Linked DNA regions of Ovis aries: region 1 is linked to region 2. A link is a contact called in public Hi-C data. All regions are on one chromosome and are shown on one strand. The core of a region is the stretch at or near the end of the contact, and the rest is flanking DNA. Distances in the headings are between cores, read along the strand shown. Region 1 overlaps CCDC197 (coiled-coil domain containing 197). Region 2 overlaps ASB2 (ankyrin repeat and SOCS box containing 2).

What was found. A called contact is a pair of places that touch in the nucleus more often than the background predicts.
Region 1: a Hi-C map of mixed tissues shows a contact between it and region 2, with 2.8 times the contacts expected there. The contact joins two enhancer-like sites. A contact is called at or near these places in 14 of 16 Hi-C or Micro-C datasets (blood, hypothalamus, liver and 6 more).

The regions. Positions count from the first base shown.
Region 1 is chr18:56,389,318-56,394,385 of ARS-UI_Ramb_v3.0, forward strand. CCDC197 (coiled-coil domain containing 197) reads left to right here. Exons shown (of 8, transcript XM_027957348.2): 2 at 1,035-1,290; 3 at 2,544-2,626; 4 at 4,391-4,569. The coding sequence starts at 1,184. Among named protein-coding and RNA genes, the nearest start is that of CCDC197, 27 kb to the left of the region's middle. Within about 2 kb of position 2,809, at least 6 of the 54 cell types and tissues checked have an H3K27ac peak or open chromatin away from gene starts, as enhancers often do.
Region 2 is chr18:56,332,758-56,338,368 of ARS-UI_Ramb_v3.0, forward strand. ASB2 (ankyrin repeat and SOCS box containing 2) reads right to left here. Exons shown (of 10, transcript XM_027957345.3): 5 at 5,135-5,290; 6 at 2,646-2,891. Among named protein-coding and RNA genes, the nearest start is that of FAM181A, 26 kb to the left of the region's middle. Within about 2 kb of position 1,259, at least 4 of the 54 cell types and tissues checked have an H3K27ac peak or open chromatin away from gene starts, as enhancers often do.

The DNA of each region.
Region 1 (5,068 bases), core at 1,559-4,058, 58 kb after region 2:
ATCAGGTTAAAGGAGGCAAAAAGGGGAGTCCCAGGACAAGCCAGTAGGATTTGGGAAGCTTGCAAGGTAGGGGTATCAAGGAAGATCAGCCTTGAAAGAAGGGTAAAAATAGCCCAAGTTCACCCCCCCGCCCAGGTCACCAATGCCTCTCCACCCCTTCCCCTGGGGAACTGAATCGGGGAGCAAAAGGCCCCCAGGACCTCAGGGAATCAGGCCCTCCACTCCACCCCCAGGTGAATCCTGCAATAGACAACGTCATGAGAACGGAAGCCAGCATTGTGACGTCACAGGTTGGCGATGGCTTTGTGCTCCCGGAGCTGTCGAGTGAGTCAGCCAGGCCCCTTCCTCCTCCGTGTGCTCATGGACCCCTGTCTGACACACTGGGGGCTGGAAAAGTTGACCCAGTAGACCCACCCCTTCTCACCCTGCTCCTCCCATGCACTGGCCTGGCCCAGCAGGTGCCCAGTGAATGCCACGCTTAGGGAGATCGTCTTCTTTTAGCCGTAGCTAGCAAACCAGACTTAGGTGAGTGGCCCAGGAACTCTTTGCAAGGCTGTGTTGAAACTGCCTCTTAACTAGGCCACCTTCCCAGCTTGACCGTGAGCTTATTCCATGTGTCTACCTTGGTCTAGCTCTATGGATGCTCAGAGTATATGATGTCAGTTAAATGCCTAAATGGTTGGCAGGATGGTTGGGGAGAGACAGATGACAAAGGAGCCTCCTCCCTCTGTGGGCTACTCTCTGAGCCTGCCCCAGCTCTGCCCCCTTGGACTCTTTCCTGAATTCTCTTGGAAGCCAGCACATGTTGGAAGTCCCAGGCATCTTGGTGCCCATGGGTCTTGACGGTCCCCATTATGGTGTGACAATGATGATGATGCCACTGCAGAATGGCACCTTTGGTCCCTCCAGAGCTGGAGGCACTGCTCAAAGGCCCCAGACTTTGAATTTAATAAAACTGGAGTCCAAATCAGCCCTGCTGTACATCCTCGAGCTGGTCACAGGGGTCCCCTCTGAACCTTGGTTTCCTTTTCTAGGAAGCAAGATTGGAACCTGACTTCTGAGGACCGTCAGGAGGACTGGAAGAGAAAGCTACTGCCTTGACTGTTGTCGTAGACACCCACCTCCTTCCTGCCTGGCCCACGTGGCCCCATCGTCCAGAGTCGCCCAAGGTGGTGCGGCGGCAATGCCGGCGGCCAGGGACGCAGGCCAGGAGGCTGGCCTGAGTGATTCCGGCAACAAGGACAGGGACCTGCAGGTGCTGTTCCAGGAACTCTGCCAACTGCAGGCCAAGTACGACTTGTCCCGAGCCCCGCTGTGCCCCGGGCCCCGGCCCCAGGGCCACCTGCAGTGGGCTAAGCGGCTGGGACTGAGCAAAAATGCCTGAGGGAGCAATGGAAAAATTCCTCAGGGCAAGGAAATGGCCAGGGGGTGGGGGATGCCTGGGAGTAAGTCAGGAGGGGTAGCTGAATTGTGAGTAGCGAGGGGTGGGGGCGCATAACTCTCCCTCTTTGACGTCAGGCTTTGGCTGGTCCCAGGCCCTGCACAAGCTCAGTCTCGCAGCATGAAGGCAGGGCTGTGGGTGGCCATCCCCATGCACCTGTCAACTCAGCCTTTCCAAAATCAACGTGCGAGGCTGCTGCCCTGGCTCCAAGCAGACGCCCTGGGTCCTTGCCCAGAGAGGCCCTTCATATCAGGCTGCCCATGAAAGCCTGAATTGGGTGCAAAAGGATGCATCTGTGAGTGATTTTTTGGAGAGAAGATCCAACCCATCCATCATACTCTCACAGGGCTTCCAACCCCAACAATGTTTAGCATTGTGGCTCACCCCACATGGTATTTGCAGAGGGGAAGACCATTCTTTCTTGCATTTTTCAAGATGGTGTGGATGAGAAAATAGGGTCTGAGATGCAGAGTGGCTTGCCCTGGGGCAGTCAGTGGTCACTCAAAGATACCTACCATGGCCCTGTCCCCCTCTGCCCACTGCCCTTGACTGCTGACCTTGAATGGGCCCAGAGCAGGAGACTCATCTTGCTTGGTGATGCCCTTGACTGTCAAGAATGGCTGGGCAGTCGCATGTGGCCATCTCCCCTCTGGGGGCTGCTGGGGCCCCGACCTCAGATGTGCTGGGCATCCCAGACCTGGTCCCCACCTTCCTGTGAGGAACTAGTTACCTCTGTTACACATGGCCCACCCAGGCAGAGAGGTGAAACCCCTGGCCAGATCATCGGCTAGCGGGGACTCAGGCCATCTGCCACCTGCTCAGCCTGCAGGAGGGGCTCCGTAGACCCCACGCCAGAAAGTTTCAGCCTTGCTTTTCCCCCAGGTCTCCTTTCTTATGGCCTGACCACAGGCATCTGTTTGGCCTGTCTATGACTCAGTTTACTCAGCAATAAAATGGGGGTGGAGAGACGCAGTCAGTGGCCCACTGATGGGGACAGTGACTGGTCCAGCCCAGATCCACACAGCTCCAGAGACGGGCCCTTGCCAGGGGTCACGGCCTGGGGGCCTCCACACCACGTCCTCACGTCTGGCTCACTCTACAGGCAGAGGAAGCTGAAGAGGGAGGTGGAGAAGCACAAGCTTTTTGAAGACTATCTGATCAAGGTCCTTGAGAAAATCCCCAAGGGTATGTATAGAGCTTTCGCAGAAGGCCTGTCCTCTCTGCGACCACCTCCCAGCCCGGGACGGGGGGACGTGTGACCCCAGTGAACCCCGAGCTCACCTGCTGCATGGGAACCCACAGGCCTGTTTCACCGTGGTCCAGCCAGCCTGGCCACCAGACATGAGACCTGTGTGGCAAGTCCTCAGCGTCTCTGTACAGTGAGAACAATGAGAGTTCTGTGGCCTGGATCACATTTCAGCATCATGCACTGGGTTGGCCAAAAATTCCCTCGGGTTTTCCTGTACCATCTTATGGGAAACCCCGAATGAACTTTCTGGCCACCCCCAAATCACAGTGCCTGATGTTCAGCTAGCATCCAGGAAATGTCAGCTATTGTTATTATCTCACTTGTCTTTGGTTTTGCTCTTAGAAGCTAAAATTACAGACATCTGAAATGGATTTCTGTGTTTCGTTTGATCGTGGTTTGCGCCAGAATCCACTGTGATCAGTGCTGGAAACTTGGTAGGAAAGGGAAGGGAAGTCATAGTTACATATTTGTATTGTTATCATCATATTATTATCATATTATTGTGCCATCAATAATAAAATAACTATTATTGTTTATGAAATATTTACTCTGTGCTAAGCTATAACTCCTCCTTATGAGGTTCCAGGGCTTCCCAGGTAGCTCAGTGGTAAAGAATCTGCCTGTCAAAGAAAGAGATGCAGGAGGTGCAGGTTTGATCCCTGGGTCAGGAAGGTCCCCTGGAAAAGGAAATGGCAATCCAGTATTCTTGCCCGGAGAATCCCACGGACAGTGGAGCCTGGCAGGCTACAGTCCATGAGGTTGCAAACAGTTGGATATGACTGGGTGACTGAGCAGGCATACACATAGGAGCTTCTGGGAACTGTGTTACCCAGGCTCAGAGACGTTAAGGGACTTACCCAAGGTCACCCAGCCAGGAAGTGGTGGAGCTGGGTCTCAGACTTTGGTCTATCTGATTCCAGAGCCACTGTGCTGAGTGCTCTTGAGCTGTGGGAGCTGCAAGGACTCTGCCCTGGAGGTCAGGGAAGGCTTCATGGAGGAGGGGGCCACTCATGGAGCTCAAAGTTTTTCAGCAAAGGGGACCAGCATTGCAGGCAGAGGGAACAGCACAAACGTAGGCTGGAGCCCCGTGTGGTGGGTTTGGGGCTGGTGAGTTCCAGTGTGCTGGAACACCAGGGCCTGGCAGGGGCTGCTGGGAGGTGCAATTGGAAGGTTGAGCAGAACCAGAGAGCCTTGAGCACCGAGCCAAGAAGGGGTGCAGGGCTCCGGGCCGAGCACAAGTCTTGATGTGGACCCAGCGCCCAGGGCTGCTGCCAGCAGCCTGCAAGGTTGGGGTCCTCCTAATTCAGCCATGCAATCCTGTTCAACCCACCCAGAAGGAGCAAACACCAAGGCTGGGGCCTGTTCGCTCAGGGCAGCAACGACCCCTGTCCTCTTCCTGCAGGATCCCCCAGCCAGCAGTTTCTCCTTCCGGTTCCAGGGGGTGGGGCAGGGCGTGGGGAGTCTCCTGCCTCATTTGACAGCGATCCAGAATCCTCATTCAATCCAGAATCCTTGCAGCCTTTCAAATGCTGAGGCTTCCCCTGAAGGGACAGGAGGTGGCTGATGGAGCCTTCTCAACTCTAGGGCTCCAGCTGACAGCAGCAGTCCCCCTGCCACCCACCTTGCGAGCATCACTGCAGGGGGCTGGTAAGCGCTGGACATTCTGTGCCCACCCATCCTGCCACGCACTGTCTCCATAGGCTACAGCCAAGGGGAGGAGCCGGAGGAAACCCCGGTGGCGGCCATGGTGGAGCACTACGGGAAGCTCTTCGCAGTCAGCCAGGACATCCAGAAGCGTCTCGAGGCCTTCCTCGAGATGAACCAGGCCGTCCACAAGAGTCTGGAGTCTCTAGAGGAGGGCCACAGGGCTCTGATCCCGGTAACAGCTGCCTGAAGCCTGGCCCATCCCCCTGGGCAGAGAACTGGGGTGTAGGCACCCACCGCCTTCTGCACCCCAGGAGGCTTGGAGCAGGGGTGGGCTGCTGGGAATCTGGGTGGGGCTGTCACTCCAGAGCCTTGTTCTGAATCCCTTTCCCTCCACTTCTGCTGGGTATCTCCCCTGGAAAACTCAGCTTATACTTAAAAAGTAATCTTTGTGGTAGAAAAGTCAGGAGTGCTAGATTCAGACAGACTGAGGTTCAAATTCCCCTTCAGCCTCTGACTAGCTGCATGACCCTGGGCACAACCCTCTCTGAGCCTCAGTTTCTTCAACTGTGAAATGGGGGCAATACAACCTAGCTGGTAGGCAGTTGTGAGACACCGAACAGAAACTGTCTCAGAGTAAATGCCCCCAGAGGTTATCTCTCTGATATTTGGTTTATCTTCTAATAAATTCAACTTTCACCCCAAGGGATGGGCATTCCATGCAGAAGAAACTT
Region 2 (5,611 bases), core at 9-2,508:
CCAAAGAGCTGGAGACGAGTGAAGTGACTGAGCATGCATGCAGCATGCCTTCCGTTTCAAAGATTAAGAGAGGAATTTATTAACAGCCATGGCTTCTGTCTCCTCTGAAAGAAACACTACACCACGCTGCCAGGAGGAGGCATCAGTCTGGCAATGGTCTCCCTTCAGCCCAATCTCCTACATTTGCTCCATCTCCTGGTGGTGATGGAGAGGGAAGGCAGGTGTTTCTCTGCAGAGAAAAGTGCAGTCTGTTCCCCAGCCCCTATTCTGATAGGAAATGGAACTGAGATAGCAGTGAAATATCAGCAAGGGCTGAAATCAGAAGCATCTGTTAAACCACAGATCCCCTCTGGGCAGTCAGCTTATCACAAGCTCTCTGATAATTTTAATATTTGATGACTGCTTTCTGGTCTAGTGGAAATATCACAGGTTTTCATGACAGACAGCAGCTGAAGTTTCTGTTTCATGCTTTACGAGCTCTATGGCCTCAAACAGCCTTTAGGAACCTCAGTTTTCTCACCTGTTGACTGAGAAAAATAGTACCTAGCAACCAGGGTTACTGTGAGGTTATCTAAGTAAGATAATGGAATTAAATATCTGCTATAGACAAAAACATGTATGTCCCCCCAAGATTCATATGAAACCTAATCCTCAGTATGATGGTGTTAGGAGGCGGAGCCTTTGAGGGGTGATTAGGTTATATGGGTGGGGCCCTCATGAATGGGATTAGTGCCCTAATAGAAGAGACCACAGAGAGCTCCCTTGCTCCTTCCCCCATGTGAGGACACAGGAAGAAGATGGATGTCTAGGAGGTAGAAACAGGCTCTCATGGGACGCTGAGTCTAATGGCACCTTGATCTTGGACTTCCCAGCCTCCAAACCTGTGAGAAATAAACCTCTGTTGTCTATAAGCCATCCAGTCTGTGGTATGCTGTGACAGCCACCTGAGTGGATTAAGACAACCTCCCTGCCCAGAGCCTGACACAGAGAGGGTGCTCAGCAGACACGAGTTCCCCCAGGACTAAGGGCTGGGACCCAGGCACTGCTCCTGCCTCCACCCGAGGGAGAGTTGGCAAGTGGCTGCAACACCCCTGAGCTCCGGAAGACTTGCTCCCCAAAAGCCTGGACCCCCGCCAGCAAAGCCGCCTGCTCACACAAGAAAAATATTTAGATTTGCAAATGGACTCAGCCCTCAACGGGAACAGACTCTGACTCAGGGTGTCAGCAGGAGAGCTGGGCAGATGTTCAGTGCTAGCCTGCTCCTCTCACCCGCGGAGCGCCTGGCCCTTTGTCCAGCCTCCTTGCCTGGCTCCCAGGACCCTGCCTGTGCTCTTTCGCCTCTGGCTGGTCAGTCCAGATTTGTCCCCAGTGGCAAGGATGTGCCCTGGGTCTGTTTTCCCAACAGCTTGGGCACGTGCTGAGTAAATGGATGCTTATTCAGGCCAAGTCCCAGGATGGAAATTCTCGAGCCCTGGGGCGGGGTGGTGGAGTGCAAAGAGCATGCAGTTTGGGGTCAGATGATGGCAGTCAGAATCCAGGCTCCGATTGTGACCAACCATTTAATCTCTCTGAGCCTCAGTCTCCTCCACTCCCTGCCTCCTAGACTACAGAGAAAACCCCTCGGGCCTATGCTGTGTTCCTGCTTAGTGCAGGACCTGTCACGCAGCAGGTCCTTGAAAGCTTCTTCCAGCTCAGCCCCCAGGTCTGGCTTGCTTCTGGTGTCTGGTTCTCTAGCGGAAAGGTCATTTCCACGGGAGTGAGAAGAGAGATCAAAAGAGTTCTCGGGGAAAATCAGAATATTATGATCTTTTTAACCGAAAGAATGTCTGCCATCATCTCAGAGTCTTCTGTTACTGGGAAGTAATAATCTGGGCAATATTATTTTATTTTATCCCATTAAGTGAACAAAGATTTTTAAGAGGCAAAGAGTACAAAGACCAGGGTCTAAATCCAAGTTCTGCCACGAATTTGTTGTGTGACTTTGGACAAATCACGTTCTCATCCTTGCCCTTGGTTTCATCACCTATAAAGTGAGTTGCTGTTCTTTAATAACAAAGTTGTGTCTGACTCTTTTGTGACCCCATAGACTGTAGCCTGCCAGGTTCCTCTGTCCATGGGATTTTCAAGCAAGAATACTAGAGTGGGTTGTCATTTCCTTCTTCATATAAAGCGAGGAGGTGACCTAAATGTTGTCTGAAGTTCCTTCTGGCCCTGAAGGGTGATGTGATGGAAAGAGAAGTTGTTGAGGTGTTGGGAGGCTAAGATTCTGGCTAGTCCATAAGTAATTTGCTGCGTGACTATTGATAGATAAGTCACTTCCTCTTTCTAGGCCTCAGATTCCTCATTTGTAAAATGAGGATGTTGGACTAGGTGAGAGAAGGCTAACATGGGGCAGGTGTACCACACCCCTCCAAGGGTGTTCCTAATTGCAGGCGTCACTGGTGGATCTCAACTTGTTTCCAGCTGAGCCTAGGCACAACCTCAGAGTCCTTCTTAACACAGCACTCCCGGAAGATGCTGTCACTCAATCAGAGTATGTCCATAGATGACACCTAAACTTGCTTTCCCTTAGAGTTAATCTGAGGTCCTTCTCAGCTGTGCTCCTTGGGAACTTCATGACCCAGGCAGGGACCCTTACTACTCACCGTGTTTGGCCAGGAATCTCAGTGCCTCCAGCTGCCCACTCTGGGCAGCCACGAACAAGGGGGTGATGCCATAGGCATTCTTGGCTTCCACCTTGGCGCCTCCGCTCACCAGGATCTCCATGACCTCCAGGTCATTGCGAGCCACAGACTCGTGCAGAGCCGTCCAGCCTCGGTTACAGCGGTGGTTGGTGTCCGCCTTGTACTGCACCAGAATCCTCACTGCCTCCACATTCTTGCGCTCACAGGCTGTGCCCAGCAAGAAGCAAGATGGTCAGCGGGGCCCCTGGCAGGACCTGGGCAGCCACGCCTTCATTCATTCATTTGTCTATCCAACCATTCATTCATCAGCCAGAAGTGAATTCATGCAACAAATATCTGCTGAGTCTCCACTAAGTTCCAGTCCCTTCACTAAACCTAGGATATACAACTATAGTAATAGTAATTAGCAATAATATCCTGATGTGTGTATAGCACTGGTTATGCGCCTGTACTCTATTCTAAGCACTTCACGTGGTTAATTTAGTTCTCCCAAACACCCTTAAAGGATGCTGTGTTGTCTCTTTTCACAGAGGAGGACAGTGAGGCACAGAGAAGTTAAGTGACTTGCCCAGGGTCACACAGTAAGTGACAGAACTGGGATTCAAATCCAGGTAGTCAGGTCTGGAGTCTCTGTCCCCTGGAAGGTTCCAGAAGGCCCCTAACTCATCTCCCTTTCCGGTGTTACCTGTTTCAGTCCTCCATGAGGCCAGAAGAAGAGGAGGGCAGTGTCACATTCCCGCTCAAAACACTTCCTCAAAGGCTGCTCAGTTAAAATTTGTCTTCTGAGTGCAGCTCATCAAGTCTTTCTCAACCTGCTCAAACCTCCCTTTTAAGCCTTATCTGGCTCTGGACTCTAAATGTACCCTTAGTGCTGGCAGAGCTGTTCCAAGGGAGACCGAGAACTTGTCCAAATTAACCACCCCTGGAAACTTCTCTGAGTCAGTTAGGGAGGTGGGGAGACGGAAGAGGGGCTTCCTAGGTGGCTCAGTGATAAAGAATCTGCCCGCAAATGCAGGAGACACAGGTTCGATCCCTGGGTTGGGAAGATTCCCTGAAGTAGGGGATGGCAACCCATTCCAGTGTTCTTGCCTGGGAAATCCCATGGGCAGAGGAGCCTGGTGGGTTACAGTCTGTGGGGTGGCAAAGAATCAGACACGACTGAGAGACTGAACGTGCATGCACATGAAGGAAGAGGGGCTGCCTGTGTAGCGTTTCAAACAGGACCCCAAGACCTCACGGCTTCTCTAAGCCTTGGGCTCTTTCACCTGTAAAGCACAGGTAACGAAACCTTCCTGAGAGGATGCTGTGGGAGAATGGAGTGGGGCAAGGTACAAAGGCTCTAGGGTGGAGCTCGTGCAGGATCAGGGTTCAGGCTTCAGCTGTGAGTCATTCAGCATCTTGGGAGCCCTTTCTGGGACAGCTGGGGCTCTGGGTGATGGCTCCAGTGCCCGGGGGACATGAGTTCTAGGGAAGACACCTCCGCCGCAGGTCTGCAGTGGATCCAGTTCCTGCTGCCGATGGGATATTCCAGGTTTTAGAGGCCAGACACACGGGAAATTGGGAATTTCTGTCGTTTTTCAAAGTGTAGAGGCCCTGTGCTTTTTGCAAGACCTGGAGCTGATTGTTTACATGCATAGGCATGGACTAGACATCACTAGAGCGTGATGCTGGCATCCAGCCCTCAGAGTTAGATCCCAGGTCTGCCCTTCCTGGCCGTGTGATCCTGGGTGCCTCCCGTCTGCTCTCTATGCCTTAAGGCCTCATCTGTAAACTGGGGAAGCTAGCGGTGCTTGCTTCATATGTGGATGGATGTGAGGGTTAGAAAAAAGAACAGAGCCTGGTGTATAGTAAACACTTGATAATTGCCAGCTGTTATGATTATTCGGATTTTGACTCTGGGCACTGCTAGGGCAGCTGGTGACTGTCCTTGGATGACATATTGAGTAAGTTGGAGGTTTTCATTTTCTCAAAAATCCTGGAGCAACAAATTCCCTCTCATGCCTCTTCACTTTTGCCTATGCCGTTCCCTTTGCTCATCCAGCTGGTGAGTCCCTCCTGTTCAGGCTCAGCTCTGGGACCCCCTCCTGTGAGGGTGCCCTCTCCCACATCCTGGTCCCTCCCCCATGCTCCCTTGTGTCAAGCTCTTCGGTGCCAGTGGCTGACAGAATCAATGTATATCACCTGTGAGTCACACGGACGATCACACGGGCACGGGCCATGTCTTTTCATCTCTGAGTCCTCAGTGTGCCAGGCCCATGGGAGAACTTGGGAAATATTGCCTGAATACGGGCACGAATGAGTGGTTCAGGTATGTAAGTTATACACCTGAATGAGGCTGTGCCATCACAGTAGACCCCACAGTAGGTGGGGAGGGTTGTACACTTTGCAAGCAAATCCTCCTGATACGCCTCTGGACCTTTCCTGGGGGAAGCCCACGCCCCTGGGCTCACCTTTGTAGAGCGGTGTCTCTCGGGACTTGTTGGAGATGTCGGGCTCGGCGCCAGCCTGGAGCAGGAATTGGAGGCAGTCCACGTGTCCCCTGCAGGTCGCCAGGTAAAGGGCCGTTTCCTCCTGCAGGGTGCGCTGGTCGATGACTGCCGGGTATGCTGTGGAGGACAGACCAGGAAATTCATGAAGGAGGAAGATACCCATCTGTCCCTCCAACACAGAGTTTGTCCCGATTCCCTCCCATTCTGAGGACAGACACCTGTGGCCTCCGCCTGAATTTACCAACCAGACTGCCTTCTTCCTCTTGGTCCTGGATTCAGCCACTTACAACAGGGCTGTTTCAGCTTCCTGGTCATATTAATCCAGCTCAGATGCCACCTCCTCTGGGAAGCCTTCCCTGATTGAACCCCCTCCTTCTCTGAACCCAGCCTTCCCTCACACTCCCACCAGCCACTGCCGCTCTTTCTGCTCTGGCGTGT